Regions from separate parts of the Sus scrofa genome. Here region 2 is linked to region 1. Evidence: chromatin contacts called from public Hi-C data. All regions are on one chromosome and are shown on one strand. The core of a region is the stretch at or near the end of the contact, and the rest is flanking DNA. Distances in the headings are between cores, read along the strand shown. Region 1 holds the start of EPC1 (enhancer of polycomb homolog 1). Region 2 holds the start of VIM (vimentin).

Region 1 (7,505 bases), core at 2,635-5,134:
GAACCCGCAACCTCAAGGTTCTTAGCCAGATTCATTTCCGCTGCACCATGACGGGAACTCCTCATCTTATTCTTAAATCATTATCTTTGCTTTACTTTCCCCTTAGAGCCTCCATTTAAGAATCTTTTTGGAGAGATAAGAAGAAGAAAAAAAAAAAAAAAAAACCGCAAAACACCCATTTGGTTTCTTACTCTCTTTCCCCATCTCTTCCTTCGCAAAACATGTAATGATTGGTCCAAGAAACAGTACAGGTAAGTATACACAAAAAGGTGGAAATAGAACCATACAATGTCAGGTCTGTATTGAATTTGGTGTTCAGAGGATAAAATTTTAAGCTATTTTTCCTTCTTCTAAAAAGTTTACTCCAAGGTCTACTAAATTGGTCCTGGCTAATATTTCCAGCATTTCATGATACGTCATCTTACCATCGCTGTGTTTCTTCTCTTTGTTACTGGATCTTTCCCAATACGTCGACTAACCTGAAAATTTCCCCAATCTTGAGCAATACTAATGAATACAAATTAATAAACTAGGAAATTATATTGGCTCACTACATTAAGTCTACATAAAAATTTCAGTTTATTTCCGTTATTGATTAAGCTCATAATTTCAAGTTCATTTTTCTGAGGTTTATTGTTTGAAATTTGATTTACAGATTCTCCATGTCATTGACATCATTTATTTCTTCTTTCTGTAAACTGTTTTTTTTTTTTTTTTGGCCATTTCACTACTCATTGACCCCTCCCCTCCATCAGAGGGATGGGCAGGATGAAAAAAATGATAACGATATTTTAACACAGTCAATTTTGCTACTTGCTACTATCTCTGATAAAAAAGGTGTGCAAGAAAAAAATATGTAATCGTTGTCTAAAATGACATTTCAAGATTAAAAAAAAAAATTTTATTGTCCATGATCTAGCAACTGTCACTATGGAAAACTGAGTTAGTTCTCTATATACTACATTTAATAAATACAGATTTTTTTCATGATAAAACATAGTTTATTATAATAATTCTAATCATAATCTCACCAAACTCATGAACTAAACACCTACAAAATGTTGCCAATTTGGAAAAAAATTAACGTCCAAAGAATCAAGAGCTAAAATGAAGCACAAGGTGGATTTAAAAATGGAGAATAATATAAAACAATGAATTGGTTTTTGCCTCGCAGATTTTAAACCTCCTCCTTTAGGGATATAAGAATCACACAGAGAAGAATATCTTTAACATAAATATCTATGGATGATTTCGAAAAGTGAAGATGTAACTATAATGATTACTCATAATCAATGATGTAATAGTCGATGATGTAGGAGAACAAAGAACATTGCATAGCTACATACGGACTTCACAGCATCAGTTTGTTTTTAAAAGGGGGGCTACATTATACAAACATTTTTAGTTTTCACCAATTAAAATGCAAAAAAAAAATCACCAGCTGAATAACAGAATATTTTAGCAATAAAGTATATTTTATTCAGTAGATTAACTTCAGAGAACTCAACTCTCCAGCACAGAGGGTTAGATCATGTATTTACACCTGCAGTATTTTAGTGTAGAAATAATCTATAATGCCAAAACTAGGCTTGATGGGGGCATTGAAATTTTATGAGGAGATAAAATGTTACAGTGAACAGTCTCAAATTTTTATAGCCAAGTATAAACAAAATATAGGCATAATACACAATTGTTGTTGAAGTTCAAGGGTCCTACACAGATAAAGAAATTATAGGGACACCAAAATCAGAAATACTATTCCTAGGTATTTTCACACATTCTTTTATGTCAACATTTTAAATGATTAGTGAAATGAGCATTTACATATTTCAAAGTGAGTAAAAACACTTACTATATTAACTCCAGAAATTTTTTACTCTCTCAAGAAATAATGTATTCAATCATATGAAAAGGTTGTCTGGGATACTATTTCAGTTGTTTTTGTTTTATTTGGCAAAATATTTAGGTACAATCACTGATCTCTACTACTTTCTTTTTCAATTAAGGACATATTTATTATCTCCATAAATAACTAAGGACCAGTAAAAACTATGTCATATCATAATGTACATTTTTGTTCTTGGGAGGCTTTGGGCCTAAATCCCATATTCTCTAATCAGATAACTCCCAATAAGAACAAAGATGGAAAAGATTTACCCTGCATTTAAATACATGAATACCAATATCTTTAAATTTAAAAGCAGTGGTACACAGATTCTTAAAAAAATTATCTCATTCAAAAATACTTGCTCTTTTCAAACAAGGAAACACATAAATTCAACCAAAATATCACTTTGAAATAAAACAAACAACAATGTAGGCATTATTACCTAGAAAATTCCCAGGAGAAACTTAGAATACTTATTTAAGAAATCCCTAGGTTCAAAATGAAATTCAACTTTTACAATGTTCAGTGAACTAAAACTCCAACATTTTGTTAGAAAGAAGACATAAGCACGGATGGTATTGTGAGAGAAGGAAAATGCAAGACGTTTCTGAGGAAAGAGAGAGTAAACTGACAGCTTATTATGGAAGAAATTTTGATCTAGAGATAATCAGATCAGATAAAACACAACTGCAAACTGCATGCCCGTCCCTGCTGCTCCTGGACGGGTTGTGACGACATGTCTGTTCTCACTCACAGTTCACAGTTCGCAGAAAACATTAAAATAACACAAACTGAATAATTTCCTCGCACCAAATCGAACTTTCTTTAAGGAAATAAAGGGAGAAGATAATAGATCAAATCTTGCCCCACCTCTTTTTTTTTTCCTCCTTTTTTCTTTTAGTGAAACTGACATAAATTGTTGAGGAGAGCTACAGCGCCACCAACACAGATCAATGCAAAACAAAAAAGATCTCCCACCGTGGGCAAAAAGAAAAAAAAAAAATTTTAGAAAAATGCCAAAAATTACAAAATGTCTCCCCAATGTACCTTTTTTGGAGAAAAACAGGATCTGCAAAGATTACCTAATGAGGGGCTACAGAGAATGACTATCATGGAACCCAAGTTTAGATCTGATCAGCAAATAAAAGATCCACTATTTAGTAACAGCCATAACTTAATATAAACCCGGTTATGTCAATCTCCACCTTCATTATACCAAGGGCAGCTTTTCTGTAGTTTGTATCCAAGTAATCCATCAAGAAAACCACAATAGGCCTATTTAAAACAACACAAAACCAAACTACATCCCTAGTTTGCCTGCTGATCATTTAGTCCTGGACAAATTAGGTAATACATAATTTTTATAAAGAGGATATGCACATATTTGGCATCACCAACATTGCTGGCACAAAACAAGTCCATCTTGAAATAGCTGAGTTCCCCTTAGCTCGCAATAATTAAAGTATAATTTATATTAGAAATATTTAGCTTGAATCACAGGCTGAAAAAACAAAAAACAAAAAACCAATTTCTTTCTTTCAGTAAAATTTAACCAGACAAGATTAGGTGGAAATGTGCAGAGATCAAAGCTAAAGAAAAAATACAAAGATTGCTTTTGTGAGAAGAAACACAATGAAAATCCTTTCTTAAAAATCTGAGTGGCTCCTTCCAAGACGTAAGGACAAAAATGTTTAAAATTACAAACTTACCATTCGTGGAGGCAAAGAAGAAGCCAGTCCTGGAAAAAGCATTGTAACAATATAGGCTGGATACTTGTGTCTCTAGAAACAACAGCCTCCAGGCAGCATATGGAGCTTCCAACATCTTTTAAAATATTTGGGAAAGAAAAAGTCAGACTTTCTTCCATGGTCGATGGCTGAATGGGGTGGCTTCCCCAAGATCTGTGGGCGTTTGGGAAAAATCGGAGAAATATCCACGGAAGATTCAAAGCAGAGGAGGCAGCGGCAGCCAGAAGACTCTGGGGTTAACAACTTTGCGATGGCGAGCAGGCGGGCTCTGATTGGCTGGGAGGCCAGCGTCCCCACAGTCTGCACTATCCCCCCGCTGCCCCCGCCTCCTGCAGCTCGGAAAAAAATGCAGTGTGAGTGCCATTTTACACTGGGCTTTTAAAAACACAGCCACCCAAATGACAAAGTCTGAGCTCGCTCTGAAGTGACACTGCAAAACAATAGCGCCCACGACTGCCTGCGAGCTCGCAAAAAGGCCCCTTTGATGGCCTAGGGAACACGCTTCTTTCTTGCTTATGGGTTTTTAGGGACTAACTAGCACGCTCTTCTTAAGCAGATTGTCATTCACAAACGTCGATGTCTAATTTGGATACAAATGTGGCCGTTGAAAAATGAATTCTATCGAAACATATTTGATTGGATAGCCTGAAGGTACCCGGAAAAGCCATGCACAAAATTCACACCGTTTTCAGCTCAGGGAGCTTAAAAAAAAAAAAAACTCCTTTAAAAAAAAAAAAAAAAAGAATTGGTTAGCCGTAACAACTGCCGTTGGTGCAGGAAATACAAATAAAATAATGATTTTAACCGTTACACTCAAAAAACAATAGGCATCCTTTTTTCCCCCCACCCCCCTTCTTAAAAATTGTTTCAGAAACCTTTACTGGCTGACAGATTTCTACCACTCAGCCTTACAAACAAAATGGCTGTGGTACTGAATTTTTTTGGATCCTCCCACTGTGGCTCCTCCCGGCCTCCAGGAAGTGGTAAAAATCCAAAATAAATACAGTACTAAAAGTACATTGTCCAGGCTGAAGTCGGTGAAGCTTTTGGTAAGGGGGGGAGGGATTTCTTAGAAATGTGCTGCTTTTTTATTAGTCTTTTTAAAAAATTGTTTTGGAAAGAATATCAATCACTAGAGATTTACTTGACTGTAATTTGAACTTCCTGCTTTACATATTTATAAGGTCTTTCACCTATCTTGGCAGGCTTTCAAATTAAGTGGGCTGGGAAATTTGATGCTGTGTGTCTAGTTGGGAGCTGAGTCAGGTATTTGGTGGTTGCAGCTGGGCTTTCAAATAAAAATGAAGTCGAAAACTTAAAAAAAAAAAAAAAAAGAATCAATGTGAAATGAATGCAGCAGTGTAGTTGATTGTAAATGTAAAGCCACCCAATCAGCAAATATCAAAATGTGTCAAATTCCGCATGGGTGTGTTAATAGAACACATTCGGTATAAACTTGTTGGCCAGCCACACTTCTAGGGAGCCAGGGGTAAAAAGGGGTTCAAAGGAACTGGCCAAAGAAAGGAGTGGGCAAGTATTTGCCTTCTATGGACCCCTCCCCCACCCCTACACACACACACACACACACACACACACACACACACACACACACACACACACCCCTTCTGGTATTTCTATCTCTGCCTAGCATTTAATAGGTAACATTCTTAGAAGAACTATGGTTGGGGGACTAATTTATTGTCTAAATCTGGACATTTTTGAGAGTGAACTATTTTTTTTTTATTTTGTAATCTCATCAGTAGTTACCGGATGAGAGTAAATTTCAATAACATTTATGTGATTATAATCAGGAAAACATCCTTAAGAAGTCCTCTAATGAAGAGAATAGACTAAAATTCCCAAGAAAAGAAAATTTTAAGCAGTTTTCCTTCCAACAGAAAAAAGTTGCTAGGGGCCAATTTCACTATGTACTATTTTGTCTTTCCATCACCTGAGCTCTGTCCTTTTCTCTCCCATCCCTTCAACCCACCCTTAAATATACACATGGATTCGTATGTGTATACACACACACACACACACACACACACAATTATACATAGGTAATTATATATGTACATTCATATGTGTATATGGATGTACATGAATATATATACTTTTATAACCTATAGATTAGGCTATTCTGTGCATTTTCCACAATAGGCATATTTCTAGTTACATACTTCCCTACAGCAGAATTTTCTTCAGATATTTTGAGACAGTAGTCATGAAATACATGATGTGAACAACATTCATTTTGGTAAAGATAAAATGTAAGGTGAGATATTTTGGAAAAAAATATCACCAAAAGACACAGGATAAATAATTTCAGGTTTATTCCAATAGTTCTTGAGAGTTTATAGAGTAGCTGGGTGCTGGACAAGCAGGAAGTTTATCTCCTTCATGAAACTCACAGTCTAGTGGAAAGAGAGAAACAAGTCAGTAAACAAATACATAATTGCAAATTGTAATTGCTACTAAGAAATAAACAGCAAAATCTTTCAGAATAACAGAGAGGGGAAACACATAGATAAGGTGGTAAGGAAAGTTGTTTCTAAGCACATGGAATTAAGGCTAGACTTGGAGGATGAGTAGGAGCCTGACTTGAAAAATACAAGAGAAATAACAGACAAGGAACTGCTTATAGCATGTGCAAAGGCCCTGAGACTGAATGGAGCTTGGAGTGTTCCAGGAAGTAAAATGAGGCCCATGGCCATGCAGCATGTTGAGAGAAAGGGAAAATGATGTCAGAGGAGGTCAAACAGGTAGTGACATCTTGCTGAAATTTGTAAGCTATGGAAAGGAATTTGACATCCAAGCAAGGGATTTTCTTCAGAAAGTAAAATATTGGAAGTTAAGAGTTTGGAGGTTTGGGTGATGGTACAATGCAAGGAAGCAGTGGGGAAGTGGAGAAAAAACTCCATGCTAATTTTGAATTTACATAGTGTGTCACAGTGTTTTGGTATTGTATTTTTTAAAATCCCCATTGTGGTTATAGCCACTGATTAAGACTTAGTCCATAAATAAATAGGAGTAAGATACAAATATCTTAGATCCGACACATTATTGGTAAAATCAAAAGAAAGAATTCAGGCTACTCTTTGCCTCAGTTTTGTGCTTCTCTCTTCAGTAGAATTGATCAAAAAACCTCACATTTCATATGAGTTGAACAAGGTTCAATTAACAATTTTTTTTAAACAAATGAGGCAAAACATTATTAAGGCTAGAAGTTAACTACTCTGATTGGAATAAAACCAGTTAATCTTCTTGAATTTACTAACTTGTTATTAGCAGTCCAAATCCTGGACACACGTGGGCAGAAACAACATGTTCAATTTCTTAGATTCTAAGACTTAGAAAAATTTAAAAATCAGACCAAATCAATGATGGGGAATCCTTTGAATAAGCTTTTTTTTTTTTTTTTTTCCTGCCACATTTGCAGCAGGTGAAAGTTCCCAGGCCAGAAATTGAACCTCGCCACAGTTGCAACCTGTGACACAGCTGCAGGAACTTCCTGAATGAACTTTGGTAGTAATAGGAGTCTCTAGAAGCAAATCAAATTGTGAACCAATTACATAATGTAGTTTTTAAGATCTTTAGAACTGTGTGGGGAGGGAAGGTATGTTTTGGAATTCAGATTTTAAATAGTTATATGAGGAGTTCCTGTCGTGGCGCAGTGGTTAACGAATCCAACTAGGAACCATGAGGTTGCGGGCTCGATCCCTGCCCTTGCTCAGTGGGTTAAGGATCTGGTGTTGCCATGAGCTGTGGTGTAGGTTGCAGACGCGGCTCGGATCCTGCGTTGCTGTGGCTCTGGCGTAGGCCGGTGGCTACAGCTCCGATTCAACCCCTAGCCTGGGAACCTCCATGTG
Region 2 (7,505 bases), core at 3,542-6,041, 570 kb after region 1:
TCTCCATCTAAACCCCTCGGCATTTCCTTCACATCTCCAGCAGAGCACCCACTCACCCCACTCTGCTATGCATGACAGCCTTTTTACATGGTTCCTAATCCTTTTCAAGGCTATGAGCTCCCTAGAGGCATGAAAAGTTTCTTAACTCATCTGGACATACTAGAAAGCATTGCAGGCAGTGTAGAAAACAGGTACATCTGTCCATTGAATGGACTATGAAGAAAGACAGGAAGGTGGGGCAAACAAGCATATTCACTGGGACAGTGAGGAGCTTAGGGACCCAATGAAACTGCTGTCCAGTGGGGAGCAACAGAGACTGAGAAGGGCTAGCCATATTTAGCCTGGCTTTCAAAAGCCACTGTTGTGATGTGACCCCCAACTTCCTCTAAAGCAAAATTTCTCTTGCCTTCATCATCTTTATTACAAATTTTAATTGTTTGGTTTGTCCCTTTACATAGGTACTATCCCTCTGTACCACACACAGTCAAACACAGACTCAGCCCTAGGTCCCAAGAGTACATGGATTATACCTGCCTTATTCGTGGTTCCCCACTGTCAGCAGAGTGTCTGGAACATGGTAAACATTTGATACACGTGTTTTGAGTGAGTTAATGAAAGCTGTGCATCATAAGATGCTGTAAAGATTAGAGGACGTCAAATGGGTAAAATGACTAGCACACGGCTTGAACAGAATAGACACTAGTAAATATTAGCCTCCTCTTTCCTGCCCTCCTTTTCTTCCTTCCTTCTTACCTTCTTTCTTCCTTCCCACCTTCCCTTCCTTCCTCCCTCCCTCCCCCTTTTATGAACTACTCATGCAGTAGTTCATACATTCTGCAAATGTGCTAGGTTTCTCTGTAGGCACTGGAGATAGGACAGGGAATGAAAGAGAAAAGTCTCTACCCTCCTGGAGCTAACAAGGGAATGAGGGATCCACTTTGGATCTTTAGGGAGTTTTAGGCATGCAATTACTAAGGAAAAAGAGGTTTAGGCTGAAAGTCAGACACATTGGTGGGGGTAAGCAGAGCCTGGAGGAAGGGAAGCCAAATGCAATACTGCACGGATGGGGCAGAAAATGGCTTCGAGGTGAGTCACAGCAACATAACAGATGAGTGGGTGCAGAAAGCAATGGACAGGACACCCATGGGGTCTGAGCAATCCAAGGGTAAGGAAGTGGCAAAAATGATGAAAGTTTCCAATCTTGATAGTTGGCTAAGTTACCTTAAATAGACAGGGAAGTGAGGAGGGGAAGCTGCTATGGTTGGTGGGGTTTTAGGGTGTGAGATGAGCTGAGCCCAACTTCCAATAGGACTTTGGATAGGATGCCTTTGAAAGGGCAGAAAGGAATCTAGGTGGAAATTCTTGAATTCTCAAAGTAAGGCTTTAGAGTTATGTGAAAACCAAACTCTCCTCTTATCTATTATGCATCACTGTTACATCATTTGAGTGACATAAAACATGATACTCTCAAGTATTTGTCAAATTCCTTTAGGAGTCTGCACCTTCATAATGTAATCTGCCTAGTTACCCTATCTCTTCAGCTCCTAAATCACAGTTTGCCCCTCAATAATATTTTTGAATTATACTGGTGAATAGCAAGCAAAATTTCAGGTATATTTGGAATCAAAAGGGCTCAGGTCAAATGCTTGCCCCCTTCGTCCCTCCACTGATGATTATATGGTCACAAGCAGATTTTTGGCCTGTGTCTCAATTGCCTAGTCTTTAAAAGAGATGATCTAAACTATCTCGCAGGAGGCCAGCCTCTCATGCAGTTACAATAAATATATACAGGAGTTCCCACTAAGGCTCATTGGGTTAAGAACCCAGCCGGTATCCATGAGGATGCAGGTTTGGTCCCTGGCCTCACTCAGTGAGTTAAGGATTCAGAGGTGCTACAAGTTCCAGTATAGGTCTTAGATGATGCTCAGATCCCATGTAACCATGGCTGCAGTGTAGCTCTGATTTGACCCCTAACCTGGGAATTTCCACATGCCAAAGGTGCAGCCCTAAAAAAAAAAAAAAAAAAAAAAAAAAAAAAAAAATACAAAATTCATGTCATTCATCCAGTAGGCACAAAAATTCAAGCACTTGCTGTATTACTGATCATGATCATCTTTTATATCACAGTTTTCAGATTTTACCGTGACTTTCACACTCTCACTTTATCCACCTTCTCATTGCTAACATTCCATCCAGGCGATCCAGCTAGAAGCTGTCCTCTTGGCACAACCTCTTGCCAGCCAGCTCCCCTAAAGCCTCCACAGGCCACTAAGCCCCTCTCCACATGGCTGGCTGGTCCGTCAGTTCCAATCGCCCAATTCAACTGACATCACCACAGCTTGCAAATTCCAAAATCACTGTTAGTACTTTAGATTTGGTAATGTTTACGCCTGGCCTACAAATGGTCACACCGTGTCCTTATTTATACACAACTTGCAGCATGTGGTGCTTAAAGATGCTTCAGAGCCCAGCGTTCAAAAATACTCCAGAGATAGGTTTTCACAGCGATCAAAAAATAAATATGAAAACCAAGAAAGCTCTGTCTATGTTTATTTCCAAAAGGTAGCTAAGAACATGTGGCACGCAGAGAGCAGGGCTGCTCAAGGATGGGAGTTCAGATGTATTGATTTTGTTCATTGATGACTAACCTCTCTTGGTTGAGGCACCCAGCTGGGCAGTGCCTAATGTATCAGAATGAAACAAATTCTTTCCAAAGTCTCATGCATTCTACATGAATGAGTAAATGTGTTTTTGTAACCTTCACTTTTCTATGCGCTACAGTCTACCCCAAGCTATGACAGTTTCTAATAGGAAAAGACACACCAGATCTGCATATCTTTGTGTCTGTGCATGTACGTGTTGTGTGTGCATGTTCGTGTGTGTGTATGTTCTCGGGTGTATGTTCATGTGTGTGCATGTGTGTGTGTGTGTGTGTGTGTGTGTGTGCATGTGCGCGCTGTATGGCAAGTACTACGGATTGAATGCTGGTGTCTATCCCTACAATCTATACATTAGAGCCCTAATCTCCAATATGCTGACACTTATAGGTGGGGCCTTTGGAAGGTAATTAGGTTTTAGTTGAGGTCATGAGGGTGGGGCCCTTAGGACAGGATTAGTGTCCTTATAAGAAAAGGAAGTGATCAGAGCTTTTGCCCTCTTTTTTGCCACATGAGGACACAGCAAAAGGTGGCCACCTGCAAACTACCAAACAGACTCTCAGCAGACCCCAGGTCAGCTGGCACCTTGATCTTGGACTTCCTGCCCCCACAGCTGGGAGAAATAAATGTTTGGTGCTTAAGCCACCCAGCCTATGGCAATTTGTTGTAGCAGCCTGAGCTGAGACAGCAAGCACACACACACCCATCCTAAGGATACAGCTTGGGGACAGGTTGCAAAGGAGAAGGGATACCCCCCGAGATGATGATGAGGCCCCAGCGTCCCCCCCAGAGGGAGTCACCCACAGACCTGAGGAATGTGCTTTGGTCACCAACAGGGCACCCTGCCACACCGCACCAGAGCCTTGCCCTCATTTCCCCGTGGTGACTCAGTCAGCAAGCGTCCCCTGACAGCACCAGCGCATTGTCCTGGGATCAGCATTTTAGGTGGGAGGAAGGTCCACCCTCCCTTTCCCCAGAGGGAAACGGCTTTTTCTCATCCGAAGGGTTCCAGGCAAACTCACAATAGTGACATTTGCAGAGCGGAGCTCGCATAAAGGGCTCTCAGAGCATAAGTGGGCCCGCTAGGACGCCACACCCCAGGAATGCGCCTCGGGAGGGACCCGCAGAGCGGGGAGAGAATTAAGGCAATCCACAGCGGGGGAGCGGTACAGCAAGGGGTCCTGCAGCGCGACCTTGGCAGCCCCACCGGCCAGAACGAACTGAAAGGAGGTAAACAAAACACTGCCTAAAAGAGGCTTGTACAAAGAAGTGAAAATAAACCCTTCATTTGGTTCTGAACTATTTTTTCTTAAATGCCAGGCAACCTTCAGGGCCCCCCTTTCCAAAACAAAAACACAAAAGCAGAGGGAAGAATTTTATCTCCCTCCACATCCACCACTGAATCAAGATGTTTCTACTTTTGCAGTGATTTTGGAGTTAATCCGTTCAATACTCAACTCTTCTAAACACTGAAACACCACAACAATAACGACGAAAACCTGTGATTTTTAAATTGCTACGAAATCACTGACAGACTCTCTTCTCTGTTCTGCGCTTTACTCATTCCCAACAAAACCCCTTCAGTTGAGTGATTTACCTAGAAAGATTTTCAGGTTGGAATCTGAACACGCCCTTGTGCCCTGGACCAAAAGTTTTCTCCTTCTGTAGACAGCTTTATCCCCCTCACTCCAAGATGAATTGCAGGAATTCTTCTGGAAAATAGGCTAAGGGACCTGTGACATTTCTCAGACAAGTCACCAGAATCCTGCGCTGTGCATCATGCGTGAACTAAAATGAACACATAAATCTAGTCTCAAACATTCAGTCCCTTGAGTTACATAACTGCCTTTTATTAATCAAATTAAACATTTAAAGCAACATCTACTTAATTCTATAATTGGTGTAGATTATATCTTTAATGTCTCTCACTACAGCAGAAAAAGCAGTGATCACTCAATTGGATTTTGCAACTACAGAGTTTCCTCTTTCACCCAGAAACGTTCAGATCTTGTTAAAAGTCGGGTGCGGTTTTACGGGGGGAGGGGGTGGAGGAAGGCGGAGAGGAGACCGGAGGGGAGGCGGGAGGAAACTTTGCAAGAAAAACCCTCCCCAAGTGCCTTTGTGAGGCCGGAGACCGGCGTTTGGCGGTTACAGAGCCTCCGCGGAAGTTTCTTACTAAAGAGAAGCCAGCATATTGGAGCAAAATCTGGATTGGGCGCGTTCCTAAGAATTTAGGAGCGCTCTAGACTCCAAACCAGCGAACGGCACATAAGAAAGCAGAGCCCAGCTCGAAGTTGGGTAAAACTTAGAACCAACAGTACTCGCACAGTGGCCCGGGGAGACGAAAGTCAATCTCGTCTAACGGTTTTCCTGAACCGCTAGGACTCCTCAACCTCGGTGGCGGGACAGCAGAGCGCAGTGACTCACTGCCAGTGGTGACTCAGCGACCCCACCCATCTCCCCTGGGCTTTCCTTGGCCACTTCCTTGCAGCTCCTTGTCCAAAGCCGGGCCCAGCCGGTTAGGTCCCTGAACAGGAACTCCTACTACAGGAGGACGAGGAAAGTTGGGGCCGGATTGGTCCCGCTGTCCAAGCAGGCGTGCGCAAGGCTGCGCAGAGCCCAGAGCCCTGCGCCCCGGGCTGTGCGCGCCCCCACCTCGCGCTCCAATCTCAGGCCCTCTTTGTTTCTTTCTCCACGCCTTCCGATCTGCTGGATCCCTCACTCCTCTCTTCCGGCTCCTTTACCCGCGGGGCCCCCCCACCCTCGCGCTTCCAGGCGACCGCAGCCAAGGGGCCGCGCGCCCCTCCCACCCGCACGCTTCCTCCTACGCCTCCCTAGCTGGCTGGGTGCCCGGGACCCTTGTGGTTCAGTCTAGGGAGGGCTCCCCCATCACCGCGGGACCCAGCCTTTTTCATCACCCAGAGGTGAGCACACCTCAGGCCATCCTCAGGAAAGCCCCAAAAGTTCCAGTTCAGCCTCCAAGTTACTGGGGGACTGAGCATAGTCCCGGTTGCGGAGGAGGGGGGAGGAGGGAGGCTCCCGGGCTCCCCCGCCCCAAACCCCAGGCCAGCCTTCCCGCCTCTCGCCGGGTCCCCATTGGCTGGCGCACTCCGCCGCCGGGATGGCAGTGGGAGGGAACGCTCCATCCTAAGGCGGTTATAAAAACTGCGCCCTCGGCGGGGTCCCGTCCTCTGCCACTCTTGCTCCGGGGTCCCCGCGCCAGAGACGCAGCAGCGCTCCCTTTGCCCACACCCACCGCTCCCTCGCTCGCCTCTCCTCCCGGAGCCAGTCCGCGCCACCGCAGCCGCCCAGCCCACTGCCACCTCTGCAGCCATGTCCACCAGGACCGTGTCCTCGTCCTCCTACCGCAGAATGTTCGGCGGCCCTGGCACCGCTAGCCGGCCGAGCTCCAGCCGGAGCTACGTGACCACGTCCACCCGTACCTACAGCCTGGGCAGCGCGCTGCGTCCCAGCACCAGCCGCAGCCTCTACACCTCGTCCCCGGGCGGCGTGTACGCCACGCGCTCCTCGGCCGTGCGCCTGCGGAGCAGTGTGCCCGGCGTGCGGCTGCTGCAGGACGCGGTGGACTTCTCGCTGGCCGACGCCATCAACACCGAGTTCAAGAACACCCGCACCAACGAGAAGGTGGAGCTGCAGGAGCTGAATGACCGCTTCGCCAACTACATCGACAAGGTGCGCTTCCTGGAGCAGCAGAACAAGATTCTGCTAGCCGAGCTCGAGCAACTCAAGGGCCAGGGCAAGTCGCGCCTGGGGGACCTCTACGAGGAGGAGATGCGAGAGCTGCGCCGGCAGGTGGACCAGCTCACCAACGACAAGGCCCGCGTCGAGGTGGAGCGCGACAATCTGGCCGAGGACATCATGCGGCTGCGGGAGAAGTAAGACTAAGCGCCCGCGGGGCTTCAGGAGGGCGGCAGAGGGGAACCGAAGCTAACACGCCCTTGGGGATGTGGCTGGGGCGGTGGCTGCCTGGGGTACGCGGTGGGCGGGGGGAGAGCGCTGTGGCTGCTGCGGCGCAGCCCTGCCCTGAACCCAGATCTTGCAAGTTAGCATTTACCCTCTACCCCGACTCATTGCCCAAGAACGACCAAAATTCAGATTTCTTAAAACTACCACTTTGTTGTTACTCGAAGGCTCCTGCAAACGATCAGTGCGATTCCCCCAAACTTTGAGAAAGTTTCCTGGTCCCCTCTGACGGGCTGCTCTTTCCCCAGGAGCGGTGTAGGAAGCGAGACAAAGGGATTGCAGAATCTTCACGGGGGAGTGGGGTGGTGGCATTCGCCTCCCAGGTCATTGTAGCAACTGCGATTGCTTTTTACGCAGCGGCCAGGGTCCCTTTGAGATTTGCCAAAGGCAGCAGTTCTAAAAGCCATAGTCGCCGACTGCCACAGAGGTGGCGCAGCAACTCGGCTGTCTCGCGGCGAAGACGTGGTGGTTGGGTGTGGTCGCCACGCCCCTGGCGGTTTCCCAGTTCCCCTTCGGTTGATGTGCATCTCTTTCAGGTTGCAGGAGGAGACGCTTCAGAGGGAGGAAGCCGAGAGCACTTTGCAGTCTTTCAGACAGGTTTGTAGATTCTCTTCCCACTTGCAGCCACCCGACCCCACCCACCCAACCTACGGGCAGTTCTCAAAGTTACTTAACCCAAGTCTAAATCGTGCAAAACTTCTCGTCTGCTCGCCAAGCCCCCTAGTGGCAGAAAGACCACAGTTGGGAGCTTCTCCGCCTTAAAAACCCTCGAACGATTAAACCGTTCCTTCCATAGGACGTGAATAAAGTCTTTTTGACTTTGTTTCAAGATTTTTTTCCCCCAAGACATGACTTTTTTTTTCC

The links. A called contact is a pair of places that touch in the nucleus more often than the background predicts.
Region 2: a Hi-C map of heart right ventricle shows a contact between it and region 1, with 3 times the contacts expected there. The contact joins the promoter of VIM here to the promoter of EPC1 in region 1. A contact is called at or near these places in 1 of 47 Hi-C or Micro-C datasets (heart right ventricle) and 1 of 2 datasets of contacts at active chromatin or transcription factors (alveolar macrophages).

Annotation. Positions count from the first base shown.
Region 1 is chr10:42,942,975-42,950,479 of Sscrofa11.1, forward strand. EPC1 (enhancer of polycomb homolog 1) reads right to left here and starts at 3,885. Exons shown (of 14, transcript XM_021064807.1): 1 at 3,598-3,885. The coding sequence starts at 3,639. LOC106505154 (a long non-coding RNA gene) reads left to right here and starts at 4,016. Exons shown (of 3, transcript XR_001299281.2): 1 at 4,016-4,685.
Region 2 is chr10:43,511,650-43,519,154 of Sscrofa11.1, forward strand. VIM (vimentin) reads left to right here and starts at 4,792. Exons shown (of 8, transcript XM_005668107.3): 1 at 4,792-6,553; 2 at 7,178-7,238. The coding sequence starts at 5,991.